Regions from separate parts of the Mus musculus genome. Here region 2 is linked to region 1. Evidence: chromatin contacts called from public Hi-C data. All regions are on one chromosome and are shown on one strand. The core of a region is the stretch at or near the end of the contact, and the rest is flanking DNA. Distances in the headings are between cores, read along the strand shown.

Evidence for each region. Hi-C and Micro-C count contacts between places; a contact is called where the count stands out from the background.
Region 2: a contact with region 1 is called in a Hi-C map of liver, with 5 times the contacts expected there. The contact joins two enhancer-like sites. A contact is called at or near these places in 2 of 15 datasets of contacts at CTCF or cohesin (large pre-B cells and pro-B cells), 2 of 484 Hi-C or Micro-C datasets (cortical neurons and liver) and 1 of 115 datasets of contacts at active chromatin or transcription factors (kidney).

The regions. Positions count from the first base shown.
Region 1 is chr13:75,223,308-75,228,776 of GRCm38.p6, reverse strand. No RefSeq gene overlaps it. Among named protein-coding and RNA genes, the nearest start is that of Pcsk1, 140 kb to the right of the region's middle. Within about 2 kb of position 2,971, at least 14 of the 459 cell types and tissues checked have an H3K27ac peak or open chromatin away from gene starts, as enhancers often do. A contact at or near this core is called in liver, where this site is marked.
Region 2 is chr13:75,735,400-75,740,868 of GRCm38.p6, reverse strand. The region is part of intron 2 of Ell2 (elongation factor for RNA polymerase II 2); the gene reads right to left. Among named protein-coding and RNA genes, the nearest start is that of Ell2, 31 kb to the right of the region's middle. Within about 2 kb of position 2,663, at least 65 of the 459 cell types and tissues checked have an H3K27ac peak or open chromatin away from gene starts, as enhancers often do. A contact at or near this core is called in liver, where this site is marked.

The DNA.
Region 1 (5,469 bases), core at 1,722-4,221:
CTTTTTTCACTGTGGCCTCCTCTGCTTCCCACCACTTGTGCTGGGTGGTCCAGCTGTCTGTTTCTTTCCTCCCAGTACTGGCAATCTTCTTGGATGAGCTTATCCACACTCAACATTTTAATTACTAACTTTGTGCCAATGACACTGTCTTTAGTACCTTACCGTCCCTCCCCTGATCTTCAGGCTCAACAATTCCATCACCTCCTAGGTACTTTTTCTCTGGATATTCTCCAGATGTTTGGCTCCATTTCTCAAAACGCACCTTCCTCCATTTTCTTCAATTTCTATTTGTCACTTTTTTTTCCCCTGTTATAAAATGTTAGAATTTCTCCCTCCTCCACTTCAGAAAACTGATTATTAAATCCTAGGACATGTCCATCTTTTCTGTCTCTCAGACTGATTCCATTCTTATTCTCCATACACTGTTAGAGCTGAGCATTCTCTGGCCTTGACCACCTCAACAACTGCCTCGCTGGACAGGGTTTCTGTAATTGCTCTGCTCTGTGCCCCTGCTCAAGAGCTTCTGGACCAAAACCACCTGTCTAAATCCACTCAGAATCCTACAGGGGAAACCCACTCCTTGTCTAGCATGCTCTAGCCCACTCTGAAAACACCAGCACCACTCAGCATGCCTCACTGACTGCAGTAATAATGCTCGCGGTAGTTTTCTACCACCACTCTGTTCTTTTCTTTCCTTGCTTCCTCTTTTCTCCAGTACACATGCTTTGCTATGAAGACTTAAGTTGGTCTTATGAATTTCAAGTAACTATTATAGTCTTCATGCTTGGGTCTGTAAAAAAGACAGGCTTCAGTTGAATAGTCACTTTAGTTGTTTTAATCCTCAATGCAGTCAGAAGGAGGACTGGGAATACAGTATTCCTGTGCCCCCCTGTGATTAAAAACTTGCCAAGGTGTGTAGATTTTCATACCAATGCGGCTCCAAACCCAGAAGCACTCGCCTGTTCTGAAGCACACACTGCCCTCCAGTGGAACTCCTTGGAAGGACACACCTGATCTGCCATGACGAGTGTTTCCAGTTATTTTTCCCCATCAAGCATGCTTTGAACAATGTCAAATTTTAATTCAAAATGATTTTATTTGACTAAAGAATATTTTTCAAGTCAAATCTAGTAGTGAAGGCTTTTAATTCCAGCTATCTGGGATGTAAAGGTGTGAGGACCTCAAGTTCAAGGCCAGCCTGAGAAAAACAGTGAGACCCTGTCAATGACTAAGTAAACATAAGAATCAGGCCATAGCTCAGCGATATGCCCCAATTCTTGCCTGGCATTTGGAAAGCTGGAAAATTTAAACCTGATGCTTAACAAACCCTACAACTAAAACTAGGCTGAAGCAAAAATAAAACTTACTTTGGAGCGTTTAAGAATTTGTTCTGTGAAGAGAGCAAACACAGTCACCCTGACAAGCTACTTCATCCAGTGCAACCCTTACTTAACACCAGTATATCCTTTTTTTGGTTTTCAACCACGGAAAGGATGATGGTAAAGGCAACTATAATCTCTATATATCTATATATAATACTGGTTAATATTATGTAAAGCTGTATTTTATGTAATTTATGGTTTTGCTACAGAGTGACTTTAGAGAATTCTCTAATATGATAGAGCAAGAGTAAATTATTAGAAAACTATTAAATAATATTAAATTATATTCATAGACACACTGGTAGAAGATGCCACAAAGCCACACAGCAACTGGGCATCAAGGTGTCTGAATTTCTGTAGATGCTAGCTGGCTGCTCTGAAATGCATGTAGCCACATCTGCACTTGGGGCTCATAATGTGTGCTTGTGCAGAGTGTCACATTAACATCTTGCTTGGCATATGCCCTTTTAGATGAAAGACACTGCTAAGATTAAAGCTGACCTGCTGTATTGGGCAAAGGGCAGCCTGGATGCAGGGACACTCTTCTTCTGTCCACTGTCTGTGACTTTAGAAGTCCTCAGGGCAGGATCAGAGAATGGAGAACTAAGAACATACTTCAGATGTCTTAGAAACCAATAAAACTGTTGCTTGACCTCTTCTTTCTTAAGTTGCCAAAGCCATGGGGAAAGCTCTTTTCCTTCCTCCCTCTGTCCCTCTCTTATTCTCTCTTCTTCCAGCATTACCACCACCACCACCACTTCTTCCTATACCTCCTCCTTCTCCTTCTCCTTCTCCTTCTCCATCTTGTTATTCTTTTGTCTTAGCTTCATCTACTCAGAATCACTTGTTAGAAGAACTTGAGGTAACTTTTTTTAAAAGGGAAAAGGATGGACAGATTTTACTTAGAGTGTCTTGTTCATCCCTATTTTTTCAAGCCTGAAATTTACAAAATAGAAGTTGTTCAACTGCTGCTGCTTACATAAATCTCAGGAAAAGCCAAGTATCAGACAGAAAGGTTAAAAGAGAAAAAAGAAAAAGAAATGAAAATAAAATCTACTTTTGGTCTGCTTTCGTGTTTTAAACACATATTTCAGGCCTCAGGTTCCAACACGCCAGGTCACGACTGTACTCCGTTTTGCATGGTTCCTTGTTTTATAACCTAACATTATGTTTCATCCCTTCCTGTTTTGCTTGTGCTCTGCTTCATTTATTATCCCTTCTTTCTTCATTTGAAATCCTTGTTTACTATGTTAGAGTTCCGTGGGGCGTGGAACTTACAGTATCAGTAACTCCCAAAGCCCAGAGAATATATAAACATAATAAAATGCCTGGACTTTGACTCTGGAAGAGAAACATGTGATCAACTACAACTTCCCTAAAGATAACTGCTCTGAAGTTTAGTTCACAGAAATTTAATGTTCCATAATATAAATGGCTCACCTGTTGCTTTTGATGAGTTCTAGCCCACTCTTCCTGGATGTGGACTCCTGGGAAGAGGGTCTTTGAGATAGCAGATGGCTCAGCCCAGAGGTGAGGTCATTGAAAGAACATGGTAACACTTTGTACTTGGAAGACTGCCTGACTATTTGTGCCTCAGAGCCTTGGATTCTGGTCCTTGCTTAGACCTTTGCACCTTGGCAAGCCCAATTTATCTTTCAGTCTTGAACTGAGTGCCACTGTCGTGGTAGCAATTCTGAGTGTCCGTCTATGGATTGGCCTATGGGTACAGTAACTATGCACAACAGCACCATAACTTGCTCTAGCTTGGAAATAAAAATGTTTATGAGGGAAAAGATGGCAACAAACATCTCTCTTAATACTGAATAAAGTAAGGAGAGGCCAGGTGCCTGGCTTCAGTGGTTCTTAGCAATGATCTTAACTACTGTCAGGTACCGATACCATCCATGCGCTTTAGCTATGCAACTTGATTTGAGCACTATATGAGAGAAGAGTGGAATCACAACTTTGATACCATACTGCCAAGAAAACGTGTATATAACCACAAGAAAATTATTTGAATATCTTCATGCATCTATAAGAGAAAATGTAAATGTAAAAACCAGTATCAATAATAAAATCTCTACTTGGCTTTTATGGAGGGTCCCAGGTAGCTTTTAGGGAATATTTTAAGTTGGGAGAGCCTTTTAAAAATTCAAGGCATTGCCATATTCCAATTTTTGGTCATGGCATTATATATTATATATGCAAAATGAAAAGGGATTAAGCAAAAATCACGCAGTGAGCTGAGGAAAATCCAAAGCATAAAAATCCCACATTGGACACAAAACAGCATGTAGGCATGTAATACAGATTTGTAGTTGCAGGCAGATGCATACCAGTCCTTATCTTTGAGGACAAGCAAAAGTGTGTCCTGCCTAGTTCAGAGACTCTGTACCTGACTTGCAGGAACAGCCAATAGGTGACCCCATGGACCCAGCACTGCAGAGAATGCAGGGAACACAAGTCAGCTGTGCAGGGCCATTTCCCCAGTATCACTTCAGATGAAGATGAAGAACTCTCAGCTCTGCCTTCATCATGCCTACCAGGATAGGAGGATAGGCTATACTCACACAGAATCTGAGAACTCATCTTCAATGACCTCTGTCTTAGGGCTTCCATTGCTTTGAAGAGACACCAGGACCAGTTCTCTTAGAAAAGAGAATATTTAATTGAGGCTGAATTATAGGTTCAGAAGTTCAGTCTATTATTATCAAGACAGGAAGATGGCAGCTTCCAGGCAGGCATGGCACTGGAGGAGCTAAGAGTTCTACATCTTCATCCAAAGGACTATCTTCCAAGAAGCTAGGAGGAGGGTCTTAAAGCCCACTCCTACAGTGACACATTGTTAGTAAGGACACACCTCCTGTCATAGAGTTTCATCACTGTGAACAGACACCATAACCAAGGCAAGTCTTAGAAAGTACATTTACTAGGGACTGGATTACAGATCCAGAGGTGCAGTCCATTATTATTAAAGTGGGAATATGGCAGTATCCTGGTAGGCATGATGAAGGCAGAGCTGAGAGTTCTTCATCTTCATCTGAAGGCTGCTAGTAGAAAACTCCCTTCCAGGCAGCTAGGATGAGGGCCTTAAATCCCACACCCACATCCAACAAGGCCATACCTACTCTCATGTCTTCTAATAGTGCCACTCCCTGGGCAAGCATATTCAAACCACAACATTCCACTCTCTGGCCCCCATAGGCTTGTACAAACACATAAACCTGTGGGGGTCATATCTAGCTATAGTATAATAAAAAAAAGTACATTTAGTCCAACTTCCAAAGTCCCCATAGTCTATAGCAGTCTCAACAATGTTAAAAGTCCAAAGTTCAAAGTCTCTCCTGAGATCCATCCAGTCATTTAACTGTAATCCCTGAGTAAAGACAGGAAATCAGATGGTCAAACTCCAAATTCTGAATCACCATATGTCAAAGGAGTCTTCAGATCTCCAAATCCTTTTTCATCTTTGTTGACTGTAGCAAACTTCTTTCTCCTGGGCTGGTTCCACTCTCTGTTAGCAGCATTCCTCAAGATATCTACTATGGCTCTGGCATCTGGAGAATCTTGGGGTCTCCAAGGCAACTTCGATGTTATAGATTCTTGTTTCAATGTCTGGGATCCACATATGATCTTCTGGCCTCCTCCAAAGGGCTGGTGTCACTTCTCCAGCTCTGCCCTCTGTAGAACTCTAAGCTCAGGTTGATCCACTCCACTGCTGCTACTGTTCTTGGTGATCATCCCATGGTACTGACATTTCCAATATGCTGGGATCTTCTGCTGCAACTAGGCTTCACTAAAAGCCTCTCATAGGCTCTCTTCATAGTACCAAGCCTCACCTCTTTTGCATGACCCCTTTAGTACTAGGTCGTGAACTGCAACTGAGGCTACACCTTCACCAGTGGCCTTCCATGGCCTCTCACAATGCCAAGCCTTAGCTGCTCTTCATGACCCCTTCATGCCTTCACAACTAATACCACCTGGGTGACTCATACACATAGTCAAGTACAGCTGCAGCATGAGGTACAACCTTGGCTATCTCTGGAACACAGCTTCTTTGTGCTCTCAGAAAATACTTCCCAGAAGA
Region 2 (5,469 bases), core at 1,414-3,913, 510 kb before region 1:
CAGAATACTTTGGAAGTACTTCAGGGTTAAAATGTGTAGCAGTGCAAAAATGAGTTATGCCTTTGCTACTGTTGCTGTTTTGGTGGGGTAGAGACTGACTAGAAAAAATGACTTCCTAGCTTGATATGCTCACCCTTATACTGAGTTCTTTTCAACTTGTCACCACTCTAGAGGAAACACTGATTATAATATTTACAACTGGTATTATTTGGAAAACTACAGCTTTATCCATTTATTCCACAAATATTTAGTGAGTGCTACTATGCTGAGTACTGCTTGGATTTTGATGGTATACTGCTAAATAAAACTGAGTGAGATCTTTCTAGGAGTCTGATGGTAGAGGCAAAGAGCAGGAGACAGAGAATTGGGAATTGATGTATTTTGTGACAACAGGAAGTAGGACTCATAGACATATTAAATGTGAGGAATGTGAGAAAGAATGATGACATGGCATTCTGTCTGAGAGGAAGAAAACTGCCTGAATGTGTACAGACATATGAATCCCCTGCCAGCTCCCTCTTGTCCTTGCTTCCAGCTGTCTTTCATCCTGGAAGTGACACTGAGTCCCTTAATATAACTGAACCCACTAACAAGCTGGGCATGAATTTTAAATACAATTGACCACTGTTGGTTTCACAAGCTAAAAAAGGGCTTCAAAGTGAGTTCTGTTATGACTCACTTTGCAGCTTGATGTCTAAACTCACTTCGAAGACGCCAGGTGGCTGGGAGTAAGCTGGTTAGTAGCTGGCTATTTCCAGGAAAGGAAAGAGGACGGGCTGGGCAGTTGTAAGGGAAAGATGCAAATAATAGATAATTAGAGATATACAGGGAAAGCTATGTGGCTTTAAGGAGTATGAGAAAATAAAATTTATATTTAAAAAATAAATGTAAAATTGAGCCAAAAGCTGAAAGCAGCTTTGGAAGTAAAAGTGAGAGAGCCATAGGAAAAAAAATCTATGTAATATGTTCAAAATGCAGTCATGGCTAGACTACACATATGGAGTCCTGGGGAGCAAAAAGTAAAACCTCCCAGTGAGTTCAGCAATTCTCGTCATTCTTATTTTAGAAAGCATTTAAAAAATCTGAATACATTACATAGAATGGATGCTGACATAGAAAAGAACTAAACTGTCTTCACATCCCTGAGTCATCTCCCAGAACACTACAGTATCCTCTGAGGCCCCTGCTGTCCTGAAGACTTAGTGTCCACCCCTCTCCTTCTCAAACCACCCTTGATGTCCCAGCTCGAACCCATCACATGTTTGTCTTCTACTCCCCAATTATTTCTTAAATATGCATTCTCATCTATCTCCCCTGCTTTGTTTAAGATCCCCTCATGCCTTTGACAATGTCTTTTGTCTTTCAGCTTTTTTTTGATCCCTTCTCAGTCATATCCGTAAATCATTCAGCTCTTATCCCCAAATCACTCAGGTTTTAAGTCAAATATCCTCCAATGCCAGTCTGAACGCATCAGTCCCATACACCATTGATGGTTTTTTGGTTTTTTATTTTTAATCTAGCTATCCATGAGAGGGAATTGAAGTGCATTTATAGGCATCCAGTTATAGGCATCCAGAGTTCTCTGCTACTACAGCAACTGAACTGGGCCTCACTCGCCATAGTGCCCTTCATCTCAAGAGGCAGCACCGTGCCATCAGAAAACACTGGGCTGAGTCTCTACTTCTTGTTTATCTTGTGGTAACATTTCTTTCATTTATGACTCAGCTCAGGACCTTTACTCTGTGAGGAAGCCCAGCCGTCTCTAGTGAGGTGGGCTTAGTTGCTCCTCTTCTGGGTCCTCACAATCCCCATAGCCTTTACTGCTTCTTTACTAAGTTCCCTGGGTTCTGATTTATGTCTTTCTCCCCCACCAGACTGAGTTGTTGAAAATCAAGGGCTGTGGTCTCATTCATTTTTGTTTATGTTTGGGACATTGAACATGCCTCATAAATATTTGCAGATTTACACAAACAAACAATCAATCAAACATGCCAGTGATTAAAAACAAAACAAAACAAATGAAGTTGAAATAGGCCACGTAAGTAAGGCTCTTTGGGAAAGTAGGACTCGGCAGAGCAAACACCGACTGGAGGGCGTGAATGTCAGGAAGAGGAAACGTCTGATCTCTTCTAGGTTATATTTAGCCTGAAAACATAGGCAAAGTGGCTTCTTGGGTTTGTGGTACTTAAGATTTACATTATACACGTCTCTCTCTCTCTCTCTCTCTCTCTCTCTCTCTCTCTCTCTCTCTCTCTCTCTCTCCATACATATATTTCTTCACTAAAATGCAGAACTCTTGTCCTCAAGTTCCATTTGAAAACACATCCCAACCTCTTAAAAAACACAACTTAGAAGACCCAGGGAGATAGCTAAAGGGCTGGGAAGGACACACTAAAAGAACTCAGGGAGACATTATCCTGGTCAATTATAAAGCAGAAATTTGTCTTAAAAAAAAGTTTGTCTTTCTGAAACAAAGCTCAAATCTTAGTTCTACAAGGAAAAAAAATGTTATGTATGAACAGTTAAGTTCCAAATCCCTGTGAGTTTTCTCTCCTCCTGCTCGTCTGCGGTCCTGAGGAAAGCCACACCATGCCTGGAGGAACGGCAGGCAAAAGCTGGCAGACCTAGGTTTGTGCCTGGCAGTCATAAGCAGTGGTGTAAATCTAGTGAAGAGACAGACCTGACGGGACGGGTAGGAGCTGCCCTGAAGATCAACAGAACGGCTGGCCTAGGCCCGAGATTTTGCAAAATGCATGGCTTCAGCCCAGTTCAATCAACATCACCATGAAAACTTGCATGCTCACTAATATAAACAACTGTTTGGAAGGTTATTTCCAAAGTGAAATGGAAGAGTGACCAGCTCTTAATTCTGGATTCCACTATCAATTAATCTCAATACATTTTTCTTTTTAAAGCTATTTAGATTTTTTTTTAAAAAATAAATCTTTAGTTAGCCTGGTGCATGTTGTGGCATATACCTCTGATTCCAACATTGTCGCTGGTCCTGTAATAGAGTCTATTGGTTGTCTATATTTTCCCATCCCTTTCTCTCCTCTCCCTGACTTAATTTCTGGAAACAGCTCGACCAGTTGGCCTTAAAAAATTTTTTTAAACAAATGTAAAAAAATAATGTTGACCAGTTATTTAATTATAATTATTATTATTATTGGGTATTTAATTTATTTACATTTCAAATGCTATCCCCCTTCCCAATTTCCCCTCCACAAGCCCCCTATTCCCTCCTCCCTGTTTCTATGAGGGTGCTCTCCCATACACCCACTCCTGCCTCAGCACACTTGCGTTCCCCTATGCTGGGGCATTGAGCCTCCACAGGACCAAAGGGCTCCCCTCTCAGTGATGCCAGATAAGGCAAATCCTCTGCTACATATCCAGCTGGAGTCATGAGAATCCCCTTTTTGGTTGATGGTTTTAGTCCCTGAGAGATTTGGGGCGTCTGGTTGGTTGATATTGTTTTTCTTTCTATGAGGTTGCAAACCCCTTCAGCTCCTACATTCCTTGCCCTAACTTCTCCACTGGAGTCCCCGTGCCCAGTCCAATGTTTGGCTGTGTTGATCTGGCTCTGGCAAAGCCTCTTGGTGGGCAGCTATACCGAGCTCTTGTCAGTAAGCACTTCTTGGCATCAGCAATAATGTCTCAGTTTGTTGTCAACAGATGGGATGGGTCCCTAGGTGGGGCAGTCTCTGGATGTCCTTTCCTTCTGTTTCTGCTCCACTCTTTGTCCCTGCATTCCCTTTTGACAGGAGGAATTCTGGATTAATATTTTTGAGGTGGGTGGGTGGCCCCATCTCTCAACTGGGGGCCATGCCTATCCACTGGACCTGGTCTCTACAAGTTCTCTCTCCCCTTTGTTGGTTATTTTGGCTAATGTTCTCCCAGTTGGGGCCTGGGAACCTCTTGGGTCCCTGGCATCTGGGACTTTCTAGTGGCTACCCATGGTTCCCCCTCTTTAATAGATATTTTTAAAAGGTGGTTGACCAGTTAGCCTTTCCTTTTTGTTTTTTCAAACTTCTTGTGTCTACACAAGTCCTACACAGTCCTACAAGATGAGTGAAACCTGTAGTATTTGAATTTTATAGACCTTTCCCCAAATACCTCCTCTGAAAATAATAATTCCTGAGGTAGAAAATACATACACAATTCTATAAAATGTATTTCTATTTAATTTTCATAACTCAAATTGATGTGCTAATTTTCTAAAACCTATAAAGGAATAAAAACTATTTCTAATTTCATAGCTACTGATATAAAACATCAAGTATTAAATGAGAGGTCATAGTTCAGATTTCTAAAGAGCCTTGGTAGGCCTGATGTAAATATAGAAGATGTAAATAAAACCTGTCAAACCTCCAGATAAGTAGATTTATAACTTTAAGAAATATAGGGTTGAAAGATGGCTAGGGATGGTATGGCTGGCCTATTATGAGAACCATTAAGCCGATGTCTCTACACAGAGGAAGAGATGCTGTCAAAGAAAGGATGAATACACATGTAGTAGTAGAGCAATACTGCATGTGTAGAATGCATACAATGAAATGCTTCGGTGATTATTCTCTAGATAGTCATATACTTCTAGAAAGTAGCACCACCACCACCCACTAAGCAATCACTCCAGGACAACAGTGCTGTATGAAATAGTAAATTATGTGACCTCACCAATAGCCAATAAATAACTCATCAATAGCCAATAGTGTGATGGCATGTGGGTAGGGGGAAGACATTACTAGCTTAAAAGTTTATAATATTCCTTTACAGGAGACAGCCATCAAAAGGAGATTGCAGAAACCCAAGCATGTTAAATTTTAAGACTATAAAAATGATATGCAAAAATGCCAAAACAACAAAATACATAAAAGGTTACATGAATACCATACTTATTTTACAATTACTGAAATAAGATAATTATCTTAAAAATTATCATCAGTTATGAACATAAAGACTATCCTACTATGTTGGTTAGAAACATGAGTAATATAAAGAAAAGAAAAAAGAAAAGAGGAAAAGAAAGAAACCAAAACCACTCCTGACGATACCAAATGGGGACACAGAAACATCTGCTACTTCATGGCATCTTAAAATACTACAGTATCTAGCATATGCCAGGGATCATTAAGCAGGTCACACTGTCAGTTTTTAAAAAGATTTATTTTATTTGTATCTATGTGTATATGTGTGTGTGTCTGGGTGTAGTGGCTGCAGGAGCTAGAAGAGGATGTTGGATTCCCTGGAGTTCTAGGCAGTCATGAGCCATCTGATGTGGGTACTGGAAACTAAACCCAGGTCCTAGCTATCTCTCTATCCCACACTGTTAGTTTTTAAACATTATCAAATGATTACTTTGAAATAATGGTAAAAAACAAAACAAAGCATGCATTCAATATTGGCCAGGGGAATCAGCTCCTGAGATACTTTCAAAGAGCTGTGGGGACAGAAAACAGCATCCTTCTAGAG